Regions from separate parts of the Callithrix jacchus genome. Here region 1 is linked to region 2. Evidence: chromatin contacts called from public Hi-C data. All regions are on one chromosome and are shown on one strand. The core of a region is the stretch at or near the end of the contact, and the rest is flanking DNA. Distances in the headings are between cores, read along the strand shown.

Region 1 (6,428 bases), core at 1,117-3,616, 96 kb after region 2:
CACCACCATCTATCTCCAGAACTCTTTTTCATCTCGACAGATTGAAACTCTATATCCATTAAACAATAACTCCTCATTTCCTCCTCCTCCTGCGTCCTGGCAACCACTGTTCTATTTCATTCTTTATCAATTTGACTGCTCTAATACCTCATGTAAATGGATATGTACAGTGTTTGTCTTTTTGTGATCAACTTATTTCCCTTAGCACAGTGTCTTTAAGGTTCATCCATGTTGTAGCATGTATAAGAATTTCTTTCTTTTTAAGGCTGAAAAACATTGGCAGGTGGTAATGGTTTGGCTATGTCCCTAATCAAATCTCAACTTGAAGTGTATCTCCCAGAATTCCCACATGTTGTAGGAGGGACCTAGCGGGAGGTGGTTGAATCATAGGGGCTGGTCTTTTCCATGCTATTCTCGGAATACTGAATAAGTGTTATGAGATCTGATGGGTTTATCAGGGGTTTCTGCTTTTGCTTCTTCCTTATTTTCTCTTGCTGCTGCCATGTAAGAAGTGCCTTTTGCCCCACACCATGATTCTGAGGCTTCCCCAGGCATGTGCAACTGTAAGTTCAACTAAACCTCTTTTTGTTTCCAGTTTTGGGTATGTCTTTATCAGCAGTGTGAAAACAAATTAATACAGCAGGCACCTTGTTTAATAAAAAAGATTTTTTGAATGGATAATGCAGGTATTTATACCCTCATTTAAAGTATGAGGAACCTGAAACCCAGAAAGATGGTGACATGTCTAAATGTCATAACTAGTCAGTGTGAGAGCCAGAACCAAAACTCACGTTTTTTCATCACAGTTTAGTGTTCTTCCCAGTATGGTACACTCCTAGGCCTTGAATACAAGGAATGATCTTTTATTGTTGTATTGTCCCCTGTATAAAAAGCTTTGCATATTCTAACTAAAAAAAAAAACTTTGCTGTATTATCATCTTTGGATATTACTAGTTTTGATGTCCTCAGTCTGCTCTGTTTTTGTTACTACGGTAGCTCCTGTAGTAGCAAAATTTGGTTTTCTTTTTGTCTTGGTTCTAGTTTCAGTGGGCTGCAAGGATTGCTTTGAATGCCAGCTCTATAACTTACTGTGTGATCTGGGGCAAGTGCTTATACCTCTCTCAGCCTAGTGCCCTTATCTATAAAATTAAGCAATAGTACATGTGTTGGGTTTCTAAAATAGTTAAATTCACAGAATCAAAAAGTGTAATGGTAGTTGCCGGGGATGGGGGGAAATAGAGAATTACTAATCAATGGGCATAAACTTTTGGTTAAGATGAATAAGCTCTAGAGATTTGATGTACAACATTGTACCTGTCGGCAGTGATAATGTATTGTACACTTAAAAGTTGTTAGAGTAGATGTCACATTAAGGGTTTTACTACAGTAAAATAATAAAGGTCATCATGTGTCATCATGAAGATTGAATAACATAAAAATGTGTGGCACAATCTGGCATATACAAACCACTTGTTAAATGTTAATATTTATTATTTAATGTTTATAATACTTAAAAGTCATTTTGTGTTTTTCTATGCTTTGCTATTTTTTCTTTTCGAGACAGAGTCTTGCTTTGTCACCCAGGCTGGAGTGCAGTGGCCTGATCTTGGCTCACTGCAAACTCCACCTCCCAAGTTCAAGCAATTATTCTGCTTCAGCCTCCGGAGTAGTTGGGATTATAGGTGCGTGCTACCATGCCTGACTAATTTTTATATTTTTAGTAGAGATGGGGTTTCACCATGTTGGCCAGGCTGATCTCAAACTCCTGACCTCGAGATCTGATTGCCTTGGCCTCCCAAAGTGCTAGGATTACAGGTATGAGCCACTGCGCCCAACCAATTTTTGTACTTTTAGTAGAAATGGGGTTTTATCAAGTTGACCAGTCTGGTCTTGAACTCCTGGCCTCAGGTGATCTGCCTGCCTCGGCCCCTGAAAGTGCTGGGATTACTGGTGTGAGCCCGCATGCCTGGCCACCCTTTGTATTTTTGGATGAAATTTTTTGAATGAATGTATTCATATTCCTGTAGATTTCCCATTTCCTGCATTCACTCAACTTTAGTTTCTGTGTAATACCTTCTATTAATTTTGAACAGTGTTTTTATTATCATTTATGCAAAGTGAGGAGTGCCATACTGTTTTGCTCTCTGTTGGGAATAAACCCAAGTTAAATTACTGACATTTTGCCTATTATCTCAATCATTTTTTAAGGACCTGTAAAACAGAATAAGGTGAATTCTAATTTGCTAGATGCAGATTTCTTGTAGCTATTTTTGATTCCTGCAGTCTGCTCTGATTTGCTACTTGAGGAGGAAAGCTGATTTGGGGTTTTCTTTTTGTCTTGGTTCTAGCACATGCAGATGACGATCCAGGCTCTTCAGGATGAATTGCGGATCCAGAGGGACCTGAATCAGCTGTTTCAGCAAGATAGTAGCAGTAGGACTGGCGAACCTTGTGTAGCAGAGCTGACGGAGGAGAACTTTCAGAGGCTTCATGCTGAGCATGAGCGGCAGGCCAAAGAGCTATTTCTTCTTCGAAAGACATTGGAGGAAATGGAGCTGCGTATTGAGACTCAAAAGCAGACCCTAAATGCTAGGGATGAATCCATCAAGAAGCTTCTGGAGATGTTGCAGAGCAAAGGACTTTCTGCCAAGGCTACTGAGGAAGACCATGAGAGAACAAGACGACTGGCAGAGGCAGAGATGCACGTTCACCACCTAGAAAGCCTTTTAGAACAGAAGGAAAAAGAGAACAATATGTTGAGAGAGGTATGTGACTACTTTTTTATTTTTATGATTTATTGATTGTCTTTTTTTTTCCTGATTAATCAGCATCTTGGCCCCGATTAATGTACATACTCTGCTCTGCTAGTGGAAGAGAATTTCATCTTTTGTATTTAAGTGCGTCACTGATTTCTATTCTGATTTGCTCTGTTGTATGGGATGACATTGTCTGGTATGTATGCTGGCTTAGTGACTTTCTGGGTCTTTTCTCTCCTGCTCCCCTGATTTCGAGAGTTCTTTTGTTGCTTAGAGGGGTACAGAATTTTCTTCATTTTTCACTCATTTCTAGATTTGTCCATAGAGACAACAAACACAACAAAACCAGAATCAGAGTAGCTATTGCTCAGTTTAAAAATATTAATAAAAGAGTGTAAGCAGTTATCTCAGCTTATGTTTGCTTATAAAAGTCCTTGGCAGCAATAATGGATATTTGCCCTGTGGTTTCCATGGAAACTGTTGCCTTGCTGTAAAAGATACGTGATAAAAAGCATTGGCTGCCATGGAGGCATAGCTGGAAAGAGTGATGTAGAGACACGGTGTTACTTAGAGACACGGTGTTACTTATTTTTAGCTGACCTGGGTGACTAGTGATAATTTTTTATTTTTCTAAATAATGTATCATTTTAAGAAGACATAAAGGAAGAAATCATCTTATATTGAATTAAAAAAATTAATAGCCATGATTTTTCTATATATGGTCAGACTTCAGATAATTTTCACATTTGGGCAGGGGAAAATAAAACCCCAATTTGTGTTAGTATGAGTCTGAATAATTTCTTTTAAATGAAATGTGAAGAAGGAGGTTAAAAAAATGGCATATTCCCAAAGCAGCAAAATAATAATTGAAAAAATACTTTTAAGTTTATAGGTTGTTCTATAATTTTTCCTTTTGTCAAAAGTCTGAAATATTTATTTACAATGAGGGCCATTTTTATTTTTGAAGTAGAGCATAATTGTTTTTTAAAAACATGATTTTATTACACTGGAAATCTATTGTAAAATTAGGAAATAGATTAATAAAAACTTATAATCCAAGGTATTGCTACCTAGTAATAATCGTTAACTTTTGTTATATGTATGCTTCCAGTCATTTTTTTTTTTAATTTTAAATTTTTATTTTTAGAGATAGGGTCTCACTCTGTCACCTAGACTGGAGTACAGTGGCACAATCATGGCTCACTGCAGCCTTGAACTCCTGGACTTAAGCGAGCCTTCTGCCTTAGCCTCCCTGTAGCTAGGTCTACAGGTGCATGCCATGTAGTTTTTAAAATAAAAAAAAAATTTTTGTAGAGACAGTCTCTATGTTTCCTAGGCTGGTATTGAATTCCTGGCCTCAAGCAATCCTCCCACCTTGGCTTCCCAAAGTACTGGGATTACAGGCAGTACGCCCATACCTGGCCCTTTATTATTATTATTATTATTATTATTATTTTTGAGACAGAGTTTTGCTCTGTTCCAGGCTGGAGTGCAGTGGTATAATCTTGGATCACTGTAATCTCCGCCTCCCGGGTTCAAGCGATTCTCTTGTCTCTGCTTCCCAAGTAGCTGGGAATATAGGTGCGTGCCAGCTAACTTTTGTATTTTTAGTAAAGACAGGGTTTCACCATGTTGGCCAGGCTGGTCTCAAACTACTGACCTCAGGTGGTCTGCCTGCTTCTGCCTCCCAGAGTGCTGGGATTACAGGCTTGAGCTACTGTGCCCAGCCCCATTTTTATTTTATTTATTTATTTTTTGAGACAGAGTTTTGCTCTTGTTACCCAGGCTGGAGTGCAATTGCGCGATCTCGACTCACTGCAACTTCCACCTCCTGGGTTCAGGCAATTCTCCTGCCTCAGCCTCCTGAGTAGCTGGGATTACAGGCCCGCGCCACCATGCCTAGCTAATTTTTTGTATTTTAAGTAGAGACAGGGTTTCACTATGTTGACCAGAATGGTCTCGATCTCTTGACCTTGTGATCCACCCGCCTCGGCCTCCCAAAGTGCTGGGATTATAGGCGTGAGCCACTGCACCCGACCCCTATTTTTATTATTTATACATTCCTTCATTATTTCTGTTTCTTTTTTTCTCTTGCAAAGGTGGAATACTGGGCATCAGCACTGTTCAATAAGACTTTCTGGGTGGAGTGTTATGTTGGGAAGGGGATTTTGTAATAGGGTAAGTGTCCTTTAGGAGGTGCCCTTTCAGTTGAGATCTGAAGAGAAGCCAGCTTTGCTGAGCATTTGAGTAAAATCATGTCATGAAGAAGTACTAGCAGTTTCAAAGGCCTTGTAGGAAGGAGTTTTGAGGAAACAGGAGGGAGGCTGGAGGGCAAGAATATACTGTAAGGGGAAGACTTAATGAGATGTGAAGTTGGAGAGGTAGCCAGAGTCAGATTCACATCACATGTTTCTTGGAATCAGCCATGTGCACAACACTAAGGATATAGCAGCAAACAAAACAAAATCCATGCTGTCTTTGAGGAAAAGTACCTGTCTTTATGGTTCTTGCAGATAATGCAACAATTTTATTCAAAATGGGAGAGAAAACCATTTGAATGTTTAATTAAGGGAGTGACACAATCTGATTTAGCTTTTAAAATTTACTCTGGTTGTGCTGAGAATAAATGGAGGAAGGAGAGACAAGAATGAACAAGGGAGTAATTTAACTGCTGTAATCTAGGTTAGGGAGTAGGGACTTGAAATGACTGCTGGAGATGTACAGAATATCACTGGCGTATCCAGAAGCAGAAGAATTATGGGCTAGTAGTGTTAGGGTATCCAAAAATTTCATTATTTATTGAATTATTGTCCATCTTTTAAAAAATTGGCATCTAATCAGTTCTAAAGGTCACAGCTTTCCCTATTTTAACAATGAAATTGAGTTAAGTCTTTTTTTTTTTTTTGAGACGGAGTTTTGCTTTTGTTACCCAGGCTGGAGTGCAATGGTGCGATCTCGGCTCACCGCAACCTCCGCGTCCTGGGTTCAGGCAATTCTTCTGCCTCAGCCTCCTGAGTAGCTGGGATTACAGGCACACGCCACCGTGCCCAGCTAATTTTTTGTATATTTAGTAGAGACGGGGTTTCACCATGTTGACCAGGATGGTCTCGATCTCTTGACCTCGTGATCCACCCGCCTCGGCCTCCCAAAGTGCTGGGATTACAGGCTTGAGCCACCGCGCCTGGCCGAGTTAAGTCTTAATACTTGGTTTCATCTTAACAGTTTCTATCAGCAAAGCAGCAGTCCTGGTATTTGTTTCTCTGTGTATTCACAGATATAATAACCATGGCCATTCATTTTGTTGTCATCTCAGCTGAGGTATGAACATTGTTGGTATTTCCCATGTTAGCTTTGTCGTTCAATGTGTCTATGTGAATATTCTGTGAATCAGCATTGAAAGGAAATTGCTGGGTATGGAGAAAGTTATGAAGACAGTTTATGATGATATATGATTAAACTCTGTTTAAATAAGTTTTAAAAAGCTAACTCTTGCAATCAGTATTAAGTAAAAATTCTAGGCCGGGTGCATTGACTTATTCCTGTAATACCAGCATTTTGGGAGGCCAAGGCAGGGGTATCACCTGAGGCCAGGAGTTTGAGACCAGCCTAGGCAATAGGGCAAAACCCCTTCTCTACTAAAAATACAAACATTAGCTGGGTGTGGTTACACGT
Region 2 (7,031 bases), core at 995-3,494:
AGACTTCTCTTAAATATCTAATAATTCTTAGTTGTCTGTTCATATATAAGATGAGGCAGTTGGAATGCTGATGAGGAGTCTTGTGACCTTGGGAGATGTCTTAGTCTATTTTATGTTGCTATAAAGGTATGCCCGTGGCTGGGTAATTTATAAAGAAAACGTGTTTATTTAGCTCATGATTCTGCAGGCTGTACAAGAAGCAAGACAGAGGCATCTGCTCAGTTCTGGTGAGGGCTTTTGTGCTGCATCAAAACATGGTGGAGGAGATCAAGGGAAAGTGTCTGTGCACATGCAAAGAGAGATCAAACCCGAGGTGAGTCCTGGTTTTACAACAAACCGAAGGAACAAATCAATTTTCCTGATAATCAATGTAGTTTTGCAAGTGTGAGAACTCACTACTGCAAGAATGACACCAAGTCATTCATGAAGAATCTGCCCCCATGACCCAAACACCTTCTACCAGGCCCCACCTCCCAAGACTATCACACTTGGGATAAAATATCAACATGAGATTTGGTGGAGACAAAAAAAAAAAAAAAAAAAAAAAAAAAAAACATATCCAAACCATAGCAGGAATTTCCTGTCGACCTGCCCAACTTCACTTTCAAGTGAAGTAGGAGTGGGTAGGAAACCAGCTACTGTGCTAGGATAAAGAATGCTTTAGTCTTAGGCCATTCAATACTCAGTTGTCCCAAATCTCCCCAGATTATGAGAATGCTTAATTTTAGCCTGCGACAAATGCCTAGACATTGTTTCTGAGCTATAGGGAGGGTTCTGCTCTTCCTTGTACAGACCTTTATTTACTCTACCTGTTCTCAACCCTGCTTCTCACTCTTGCTCTGTCTTATAGGTATCTCCAAATCGCAGTTTCCCTAAAGCACTTCTGGGCTGATATGTCTCCTTCATTTCTGCAATACCATCTACACCCATTCTACATTATGGTTTTCTCCATTTTATTTTGTCAGACCACACTTACTTTTTTTTCATGTCAATTAAAAAAACTATCTTCTGATGGCCCCCTCCTGATTTTCTATCTTGTATCATTTTCATTTATCATCATTTAATTGGTTTTCAGGAAGAAGAGGCAGTAAATATATGTGCTCAGTTAGCTAGCTTTAATCAAAAATCCTAAATGTAGGTTTTAAAAAAGATATCTGGAGCAGGGTGGGAAATTATATTTTTTGCCAGTGTGGTGGCAAAAAATAAAAATCTGAATCGGTGTTAGGACAGTATTTCTGTGTTTACCTTAGTGCTTAGTAACGTGACTCTCCAGATCCACATATTAAGGACACCATGTATTTCAGACACCTACTTCAAACCTCACTTTACAGTTAAGTAAGACCAGAATTAGAATGATTTGCCCGAGGCCACACAAGTAGACAGTGGGATATTGAGAACAGAAAGATCTATTGACTCCTAGTTAACTTTTCTCTTACCTTACCACACTGTTAGGGAGTAACAAGATGGGGGGACCGCGAGTCAGATGAGAAAGGTCATGAAAAATAGTTAAAGGATGACTTTTCCTGGGTAATTAGCCGGATGTCCAAGAAATGAAATGCTGGTCTGGCAGCACATCGTCTAACAGTTGGTAGTCATATGCAGGAAGTACTGTAGGGGGAGATGACAGCAGGCCCAGGAACTGCAACGATCCAAGTGAGAGTCGATCCTGGGAGCGAACAATTACAGAGTCCGGGCAGGATGAAACAGTAGAAACTGGTGAGTGAATGAATGTGAACGCTGAGGAGCGACTGGAATTTGTTGGAGGGATTATGAGGCAACATAAAGTGGCTAATTATGGTGGTTGGGGTAAGCAGGAGTAAAATGATGTCGTAACTCCTCTCAAGGACACCAAAAATTATTTTAATAAAACACTGGAAGGCTGGGAATAAATATAATTCACACCGTTCTTTCTTGGTTTAGAGATAGCTTATCTACATTCTTACATTAATGGCTACCCTCTGCATGGCTGCAAAAAAAAAAAAAAAACCACACACACACACACAAAACAAAAAACAAAACCCGCTGCGAGTCTGCACGAGAAAATCGGGTTGCCAGACTCTAGGACTCAGCTGCCCGCCCCCTCGCCTAGCTGTCGGAGGCTAAATAAACAGCTCCCGAAGCAGTGTTTGGCACAGTGCACGGTCGGAGCGTGGACACTAATTTCCGCCCACGCTCCCCACGTCCTGGTCGGGTCACCACAGAACACGACGTCCAGTACTGGGGTCCTCGACGATGCCCGTGTGCGCACTCCCGCACATCTCAGGTCAGATGACCACTAACTTCGTGGCCACGCTCTGCGAAGCTAAGGGGGAAAAAGCTTCCTTGGCACAAAGCGTTAACCCGGTAGCTCGGAATGATCCCAGCACTGCTCCCGCTGCGCTTGCGGCCACGGGCGTGGGTAACGGGCCACGAGAAGGGGGTGGGGCGCCGCTTAGGTTTGGGAAGACAAGACGCTGCTCCTCGGCTTCCAGCGTCCACTTCCTACGGCAAGCAGGAGGAGACAAACAACACCCTGCGCTCGCAGAGCCGGCCCCGGCTCTTCCCTTCCTTGGCCTCAGGGGTCGTGTGTGAGAGTGTGTGTGTGTACGCAAGGACGCTAAGCGCCCATCGTTCTGTTTCGGTACCGATCCACCACCGTGGCGCCGAATCTTCCCCGCTTCCCAGCCCCTCACCGGCGTGCCCCGGAAGGCGCCCGGAGGTCCCCAGGCCGACGCGTCACACTCCCGGGGGGCTGAGAAAAAGCGAGGCAGCGAGGCCAGGAGCCCGGGGAGGCGCGCGGCGTCCCGCGGCGGGGCTGAGGGCGGGACTAGGTGTCTCGCGCAGGGGGCGGGGCACAGTGACGTCGCGGGCGCCCGGGCAGTGCTGTGGCTGTGGCGGCGGCGGTGGTGGTAGTGGTGGCGGCGGCGGCGGCGCCGGGGCGGCAGCGGCAGCAGCAGCGGCAGCCCCGAGGAGGGTGAGACGGCCGCAGCGGCGGCAGTGCGGAAGTCGCGCGGGACCCAGAGCTTCCACCCTGTCGCTAGCGCTGAGGCTTTCGCCTTTCCTACCCGGCTTCTTGCTCACGGCCCGAGCTGGGCTGGGCTGGGCAGGGCAGGGCAGCGCGCCCCCAGGGAGGGGCGGAGCTGTAGGTGAGGCTTCGGGACCCTCTCCCCCTCCTCGCCAGCCCCGAGGGTGAGGAGGGGCCGGCCCCACCCAGACCCGTGGACCACCGGCGCCCACCCGCGGGCTCCACCCAGCCAGGCTCTGGGATTGGGCGGGAGCCGAGGCGGTAGATGTGGGGAGCCCCGGGCGGGAGGTGGGAGGCGGGGAACAGGGGCTCTGGGTACTCTGGGAGCGAGGGGTGGGAGGCTTAGGAGTCGTGAGACTGCGGACGAGGTAGTGGGGAGACGGGTAAATTAGGGAGCCTTGAGGTTAGGGTGCGGTCAGGGTGGATCTGTGGGTTAGGTGAGTGATGTAAAATGAAGATGATTCTTTTCATTTTGATGAAATGGTGAGATAAAAGATGAAGTGTTGTATTTCAAAAGGAAGATGAGCCTTGCATGTTTGCCTTTGAGGCAGTTGGAGAACCTATTGCACTAGATCTCACGTTTCTACTTTAGGGTTCGATTCTTTTTCTTCTGGCGGGGTGGGAGAGGAGGTGGGAGAGGGAAGACAATCCTCTTGCTTTGGCTCAGGTAAATTGTAAGCGTGGATGGATCTGAAAGTTTTACACCCAAGAGGGAGATCTTCGATTTAGACAACTTGGTTCTGGCACCCACCATTTGGGTATAGGTCGCATTACACTTAGCTCCTTCAAGGTGGTGTCTTCCAGTTTTTGTTTGTTTTGTTTTTTTCCCTGTGCCTAAAATATCTCTTTATACTTAGGCTTTATTGACCCTTTCGAGAAGGCCCCAGACTCAGGTGGTTGCTTTGGAAGACACATTTCTGAGTAATAGTTGCAGGTGGTTGTGGATGACTGCTTTGGGTGGATAAAGTGAACAATTTGAACAGTTCTGTTGGAGCTAATTACAGGAAAAATGCTTAAATGTTTTAAAGTACAACCGTCTTAACAGCGTGTTGCTCAGTAGACCTTGACTTTTAGACATTTTGTATTCAATGTTAAATTGTTGGATTTTTTTTTCTTTTTAAATAATTTTGCCATGGAACCTCGTATAGTCTAAACACATAAATCGTTGCATTTTTATTTCTCCTTTGCAGTTATATTAATTGCAGTCTGTATTAAAACACTTTAAAGATGAAATAAACTTTTTTTCGTAGGCCCGTCAATTTCTGAGAACTGTTCTTGGAGTCAAGTACTTTGAAAACATTTGGGGGGCATGTGTCTCACTTCGTGTGGAAATGTTGCTATGAGTAAGCAGCGCCAAGGTTCTCCATATCACTCTTTCACAGCTCAGCACTGTGAATCAGAGGTTTCTTTTCTGGATTCCCGCTCCCTGTTAGATTACAGTATTCACTAGCCCTTCTTATTGGTTAGTGTCAGTTAAGCTATTTCTTCTTCAGAAAACAGGTCCCACGATGACATGTATTATGTAATGGATGGCAGTAGACATAGCTCTCAAAATTCATTTATGCAGGAAGAGAAACTGTCATGAAGTGAGATTTAAGCAGTGACTTTCCCAAGACTTACCCAGGTTATTTGGGAAAATAGCCAGAGAAGTGCTTTCCTGTAACTCAAAAGAGAAATATACAGATGTGAATTTCAGTAGTTGCAGATCATTGCTTTTTCTAAGTGCCTACTTATTGAGAGATTATTGTCTTCCAGCAAATACTTGTACTTGTAGAGAGGTATGGGAAACATGATATAATAGGTATTAAGTGAGAAAGTGTGTGGTCCAATTTACAATTATAAATAAAAGATTTAATTAACTATATTCAGTTAATTCATTTGATAAAGTGAATAGTTTTGACTTTGGATTAGTTAGAAGGAAGACTTAAAATGTCTAGTTTTGGCTTTTAAATTATACATAGATTTAAACAATTGGGACAAATGTGAATGAAGATACTGGGTAAAATTTGTGTGCACTCCTAAAACAACATTTGCATGGCTGTGATTCTTGTTCTTGGAATGAAATCACATAATTTGGGGGAAAGTCTGAGGTAAAAGTAAGCTATTTCATTTACAATTTCTTTTGCCTGAAAATATGCCTACATTTTATTTTTCACAAAATGTTGCTTGCTAGTCATTTCTTGTGATATCCATGTTGAGTCTCCTGAGGTGTTCTTTTTTTTCATTCTTTACCTACTTCATAGATAAGTCTGCCAGTCTGTTAATTCAACATTAATACTGTAAACTTGAAAGTGAAGGTTCTTATAGCAACAGCTGCTCTGTTTTACACTATGGTTACATTTAGAAGTAGTATGAAAGTTGTTAAATGTGCATTTTACACATGTTCTTTTGGAAACATTAATGGAGAAAGATCAAGGAATGAAGTATTTTGGTTAAGAATCAGTACATTGATTATCAGTTTTCAGAGACATAATAAAAACAACTTAGTTTACAGATTATGTGGAATATAATTTTTTTCTTATTTATTTATTTATTTATTTATTTTGAGATGGAGTCTCACTCTGTTGCCCATGCTAGAGTGCAATGGCTCGATCTCAGCTCACTGCAACCTCCGCCTCCTGGATTCAAGTGATTCTCCTGCCTCAGCCTCCCAAGTAGCTGGAATTACAGGCACACGCCATCATACCGGGCTAATTTTTGTATTTTGAGTAGAGACAAGGTTTCACCATGTTGGTCAGGTTGGTCTTGAACTCCTGACCTTGTGACTTGCCTGCCTTGGCCTCCCAAAGTACTGGGATTACAGGCGTGAGCCATTGCGCCTGGCCTCTTATTTATTTTATTTTTATTTTTGTATGGAATATAATTTAAATCTGTTGCCAAGTCTTGCAGTGTATTAGAGTTTGGGTTTTAGAGTCAGAGTGCCTGAGTTCAAATCCTGGCTTTGCCATGGTATAATGTAGGGCAAAATGCTTAGTGTTGTTTATTTCCCAACCTTAACCTGTGCCTTAATTTCTTCATGGCAAAATAAAAGTGATATCAATGGTGTATATGTGCCACATTTTCCCTGTCCAGTCTATCATCGATGGGCATTTGGGTTGGTTCCAGGTCTTTGCTATTGTAAACAGTGCTGCGGTGAACATTAGTGTGCATGTGTCCTTATAGTAGAATGATTTATAATCCTTTGGATATATACCCAGTAATGGGATTGCTGGGTCAAATGGAATTTCTATTTCTAGGTCCTTGGGGAATTGCCACACTGTCTTCCACAATGGTTGAACTAAGTTACACTCCCACCAGCAGTGTAAAAGTGTTCCTATTTCTCCACATCCTCTCCAGCATCTGTTGTCTCCAGATTTTTTTTTTTTGAGATGGAGTTTCCCTCTTGTTAGGCTGGAGTGCAATGGCACGATCTCGGCTCACCACAACCTCCGCCTCCTGGGTTCAAGCAATTCTCCTGCCTCAGCCTCCAGAGTAGCTGGGACTACAGGTGCGCGCCACCATGCCCAGCTAATTTTTGTATTTTTTTAGTAGAGACGGGGTTTCACCCTGTTGACCAGGATGGTTTTGATCTCTTGACCTCGTGATCCACCGGCCTCAGTCTCCCAAAGTGCTGGGATTATAGGCATGAGCCACCGCGCCTGGCTGTCTCCAGATTTTTTAATGATCACCATTCTAACTGGCGTGAGATGGTATCTCAGTGTAGTTTTGATTTGCATTTCTCTAATGACCAGTGATGATGAGCATTTTCTCATGTTTGTTGGCCTCATATATGTCTTCTTTTGTAAAGTGTCTGTTCATAGCCATCAAAAACGATGAGTTTGTGTCCTTTGTAGGGACATGGACGAACCTGGAGACCATCATTCTCAGCAAACTGACACAAGAACAGAAATTGAAATACTACATGTTCTCACTTGTAGGCGGGTGTTGAACAATGAGAACACATGGATACAGGGAGGGGAGCACTACACACTAGGGTCTGTTGGGGGGAATAGGGGAGGGACAGTGTGGGGTGGGGAGTTGAGGAGAG

What was found. Hi-C and Micro-C count contacts between places; a contact is called where the count stands out from the background.
Region 1: a Hi-C map of induced pluripotent stem cells shows a contact between it and region 2, with 1.9 times the contacts expected there. The contact joins the enhancer-like site here to the promoter of LOC144577844 in region 2. A contact is called at or near these places in 2 of 3 Hi-C or Micro-C datasets (induced pluripotent stem cells and skeletal muscle).

The regions. Positions count from the first base shown.
Region 1 is chr9:14,258,320-14,264,747 of calJac240_pri, forward strand. It overlaps ERC1 (ELKS/RAB6-interacting/CAST family member 1), which reads left to right. Exons shown (of 17, transcript XR_013522502.1): 2 at 2,349-2,765. Among named protein-coding and RNA genes, the nearest start is that of ERC1, 61 kb to the left of the region's middle. Within about 2 kb of position 2,367, at least 2 of the 16 cell types and tissues checked have an H3K27ac peak or open chromatin away from gene starts, as enhancers often do.
Region 2 is chr9:14,162,806-14,169,836 of calJac240_pri, forward strand. It overlaps LOC144577844, which reads left to right and starts at 2,245. Exons shown (of 3, transcript XR_013522508.1): 1 at 2,245-3,125. LOC144577845 reads left to right here. Exons shown (of 3, transcript XM_078338400.1): 2 at 188-313; 3 at 851-1,014. The coding sequence ends at 892.